2 separate regions of the Arachis hypogaea genome follow, and region 2 is linked to region 1. A link is a contact called in public Hi-C data. All regions are on one chromosome and are shown on one strand. Each heading gives the region's core, a stretch centred on a gene start, on an enhancer-like site or on the middle of the called end of the contact. The rest is flanking DNA. Distances are from core to core; before and after follow the strand shown.

Evidence for each region. Hi-C and Micro-C count contacts between places; a contact is called where the count stands out from the background.
Region 2: a contact with region 1 is called in a Hi-C map of leaf, with 4 times the contacts expected there. The contact joins the promoter of LOC112765135 here to the enhancer-like site in region 1. A contact is called at or near these places in 3 of 8 Hi-C or Micro-C datasets (leaf and an unstated tissue).

What each region holds. Positions count from the first base shown.
Region 1 is chr17:21,320,675-21,323,257 of arahy.Tifrunner.gnm2.J5K5, reverse strand. No RefSeq gene overlaps it. Among protein-coding and RNA genes, the nearest start is that of LOC112765522, 23 kb to the right of the region's middle. Within about 2 kb of position 1,302, at least 3 of the 3 cell types and tissues checked have open chromatin away from gene starts, as enhancers often do.
Region 2 is chr17:21,453,194-21,455,776 of arahy.Tifrunner.gnm2.J5K5, reverse strand. It overlaps LOC112765135 (poly(ADP-ribose) glycohydrolase 1), which reads right to left and starts at 1,299. Exons shown (of 12, transcript XM_025811001.3): 1 at 971-1,299; 2 at 660-854; 3 at 405-508. The coding sequence starts at 1,288.

The DNA of each region.
Region 1 (2,583 bases), core at 53-2,552:
GATTATAGTGAAATTCCACCATTGTTGTGTTGGAGACTGGATGTAGGCTGCACTGCACTTAGCAGCTGAACCAGGATACTTATGGGTGTGATTTTCTCTCTCTACTCTACTCAAATTCTAATTCTGTTCGAAGGAGACAAAATTGAAAAATATCTCCTCATTGGTTACGATAAAAAAAAAAGTCTCTTGACTAGTGACGAGACAAAAAGCATAAATATCTCCTTAAGTATTTTAAAAAGGGCAGCAAGATTCACTAAGTAAAAATGGGCTAAGATTCAAACCTCCTTCTCTTAGCCACTGATAACCATCAATTAGTAATAATATCTTTTTTAGATTTTTTTAATATTATTACTTACCTTTTAGATATTAGAAATTATTAATATTTAGAGTAAAGAACAAATAGGTTCCTGACTTTTTTTCCGCGGACATTTTCGTCCTCAAGGAACGAAAAATACATTCATGTCCCTGACCCCTGTAAAACATAGACATTTTAGTCTTTTCGTTGAATTCAGGCCGTTGGACCCGACGAAAAACTATGACCTGGCAATGGTGGCACTGACCCATCCGTTATGGAGTCCACATGGCAGTGAGCTTTTGGAAACTGGATATATAAGTCCCCAGACACGAAAACGACGCCGTTTTGTTACCTCTCCCAATCTTTCAAATTTTTCTGTCCCAATCTTAGAAAATACACTAAAATTTATTTTTTATTCATAGAAATATATTCAGACCAGAAAAAGATTCAGTTTTAAGCAGAAAAAAAAAACGAATTTTTTAACATGTTACATCATCATTTGTATTGATTTAGAAATCATAGAGACTCATATTTGTCTATGTTTTTACTATTTAAGATTCTTTTGAATACTTTCAGTTTATAGTTTAACATAGAATATATCTAATCATTTTTTAATATTTAGATCTAATTTATTTCTGTTATCTGTAAGTGTCGTATGACTTTTTTCTGTGAATGAAAATTTTTTTTTCTGTAAAAAAAAAAAACTAGTAATAGATGACCAATCTTTTCATATTCTACTTGAAAAATATTCTTTTTGTATAAAGCCTTTTCATTTTGTTTTTGGAGGAGGGGTGTTTATTCTAGTTTTCAAAAGCATTTGGACCTATAACTTGTGCATATTCTGGTGGGATCTGTTCAACAACATTGTGGACTATAGTTAATTTAGTAATTGGGCTAATTTACTTGAATATTTTTTGTACTTGCTCGAATTTTCTAGTTAAAGCCGGCTTAAAGCCCATGTGGATTAAAAACAAAAAGGCAATCTGGAAAAAGATACCAAAAAATGACTCGTGTTTTTTAATACTATATCAAAACAATCTATGTAACAGAACAAAAATAATTAACTGAATATTAAGGGCAAATTGAACACGGTATATAGCTTATTTTTTAATAAACATGCCCAAATAACTTCACATCTTTTTTAATTAAATGAATAAACACTTTAAAACAAGTCCTCCAAAAAATATTGAAATCCAACTAACAGATTTATGTCTTTGATGATACACATAACATTCTAACATCAAATTAGTTTTAGAAAGATGAATCATTTTTTAAATTTATTTTTGAAAAATTTTATTAATCACATTAATCATTTAAGAATTATAAATTAATCATATTTGTCATTCCATTACTCTCTTAACATTTTTCGTTAATAATTTATGATGTAAAACATTGACTGATAACATACATGATATCTGACATATCTAATTAGATACTGACCAGATGTATTTATAAAAACTTATCAATCATTTCTCTAATTACATAAACTTTAATTTCAATATAATCTAGGAACTAAATTGATAGATTTTTATAAATATATTTGATTAGTATCTAATTAGATATACTAGGTGTCTTGTATACTGTTAGTTGACATTTTACATTATCAATTATTGATAAAAATTATTAATGGAATGATACAAAGATAAATGTGATTAATTTATAATTTTTAAAAGATCAATTTGATTAATAATTTTTTTTAAAAAAAATTTAAAAATAATACATCTTTCCAAATTTAATTTGACCATTATTTAACCCTTCTAAGTTCTAACAACTTGTTGGTAAATGATACAACCTAAAAGTTTCAATGGAAGCAAAGCTACTACACTGGATTTTACATTCCTAGATAAGATTTCTTCAATCACTTGGTCAATATAGAGATAATATTGTGCTCCTCCATAATTGTATTCTAATATCTTATATGAAAAACAGAAATAATAAGGTAGTGTTTGATTGAGAGACATAAATTGAAAGATATATATTAAATAAGTTTTAGTATTGTGTTTAAAGTGAGAGAAAAAGATTGAATCTCTAATTTAATTTGTCCAAAAAATAAAGTTAAAATTAATTAATTAAAATAAAAGTATTTTATGTATTAAATATTTAAATATGATTAAAATTTAGTTTTCGTTTCTAAAAATTCCAGTACCAGTTACTAAGCCAACAAACATGATACTAAATCCTAGTCTTCCAGTCTGCACATGTCAGTACCTCAAAACAAACTCTACCTAATAAAATCTTATCCCACTAAATAAGTCAGTCGGTCAACTACATAAATCAAAGAATTTCAT
Region 2 (2,583 bases), core at 50-2,549, 130 kb before region 1:
TTTACATCAATTTTACTAATACATTCAGAAATTTTTGCAACCAGACATAATTTTATAATAGATAAATATTAGAACAAAATGAACCTAGAGCAATATCAATACCCTCTCTTCCTATTTTTCACACCCATTCAGTCACCATTTCACACAGAAAACAACATGACATTGGCTGCATCATCTTGATACCAATAGGGCAGCCCGGTGCACAAGCCTCCCGCCTTAACGCAGGGTATGATGTACACAGCCTAACCTAAAATTACATCTGTGGCTGTTTCCACGGCTTGAACCCGTGACCTTGAGGTCACACGAAGACGGAGACAACTCAGCTGTTGCTCCAACAGTGCAAGAAAAACAAAAGACTAAAACAGCAAATTAACAAAGAGAGAGAAAAGCTATAGATTCCATACGCAAACAATTGATCGAAATTGATTATTTGAAGCTGTTTCATGTATCTGTCATGGTCCGGGAATAGGCAAAAAAGCGAACACCCAAGAAGAGCAGCAATCAACTCCTAAAAAGCAAAGAATTGATAAGGTTGACTATAATAACCATAGTCATCAGCAGTGGCAGCCATTAAGCAAGTTATATTATTGAGTACACAACATACAATACAGCAAGTAACCGTAATTTAAAATCATATAAACTCAGCAAAAGAAGCAAACCCGGGAAAGGATCACAATCCCTGCTTCCTGTGAATCCAACATGCGAAGACCGGTTCCAATCATAGCTCCCACATTTAAAACCTTATCAGCATTTTCATAGTGTGCTTCCAACAAAGATGGCAACCTCAAAAGCAAGCTCCCCAATGCTGGAACAACCTCCTCAAACCACTTCCTTGATTCCTCCCTAGTCATCAGCTGAAACAAAGCAACACCATATAACCCCAAAATCCCAACTTTAGAAGAACCCACAATTCAAAATTGAAAATTGAGTGGGAAAACCCAAAATGGCACCTGTGTGAGTGTGTAATTACCTCGTCGAAGAAGAGGGAGTATCCAAGAGAAGTGGAAGGAGCCAAGGAGTTGGAAGAGAGAGAAAGAGAGTTTCTGATGTCTTCAATGGCGGTGAAGAGGATGTGGCCTGAGTCAACGTGGCTGTGAAGAGGTCCTCTGGCGAGTTCTTTGAGCGCTTCAACCACTTGCGACGGCCAAAACAGTGTGGAAGAACGCATCACCACCGGTAGGTACGGCAGAATCGATCTCAGGTCTTCCCTCTTCTCCATTTTTCTCTTTTTCTTGTTACGCCGTTTCACTAACAAGGAGCGAATACTCTTCAAATCAACCGCAACCATGTGTGCCCAACAATATTTGATACTCTCTTGTTTTTCTTTTCTATTTTTTTTTCTTTTTTACTTTTTACTTTTCTTTTTACTAAGGTTGCGAGAACTGAACCAGTCATTGAACCGGTCAAATAACTGATTCAATGATTTAATGATTCAACCGTGGTTGAATCGTGGTCGAATCAGTTTTGTTAAATATAAAATAAAATTATTAAGATACAATATAAATCTTTTAAAATTTAAATTCAATCATTCATGGCATAAAATTCTATATCCACATTCAATCAATAATCACCAACAATAATTAATAATAATGTCAATAATTACTTAATTAAACAAAACTCACTCAATTGATGCCAAATTACTAATTAGAAATATCTATGAACCAATCTCCGCAATATATTAGACTTTTCTTCTTTGAGGTTGTATCAATTTTTATTGCTGAGATTGGTTCATAGATATTTCTAATTAGTAATTTGGCATCAATTGAGTGAGTTTTGTCTAATTAAGTAATTATTGACATTATTATTAATTATTATTGGTGATTATTGATTGAATGTGGATATAGAATTTTATGCCATGAATGATTGAATTTAAATTTTAAAAGATTTATATTGTATCTTTAATAATTTTATTTTATATTTAACAAAATCGATTCGACCATAGTTCGACCACGGTTGAACCATTGATCCATTGAACTAGTTACTTGACCAGTTCAATGATCAGTTCGGTTCTCGCAACCTTGGTCATAATTTACATATATAGTTAAATAAGATTCATCTCTGAAATTTAAATAAAAGTAATTTGGTTTTCAATTTCATGATTACAAAAATGGTTAATTAGTATTCAATTCTATTATGATTTGTGAACTAAGAAAGAAACAAAATATGGGCAAAAGAGATATTTAAACCATAGATTTAAAAGGGTTGAAACTTACCGTTCAATGAATGTTATCTGAATATTTTGATACATTTAAACGGAACACTTATTGATCAATTAGCCTATACACTTATCAAATACATCTTTGAAGATAGGACTGCACCCAACAACAAAAACTGTAAACAACAACAAACACACTAAATCACTTGGTCAAACAAAAATAAAAGCCTTCTCCAAATCATCATAAAGTTCCCACAACCCTATCATGTATAAATCTAAAAAAAAAGAGCTATAAAATCAAATTTTCAAATTGAACAACGGAAACGTGTATGAGTTTCCTTTAGTCAAACTTTTCAATAATAATTTTAGAATTACACAAAGATAGAACAAAGCATGGAATGCTTATTAAAGCAAAGCATTAAAGGACC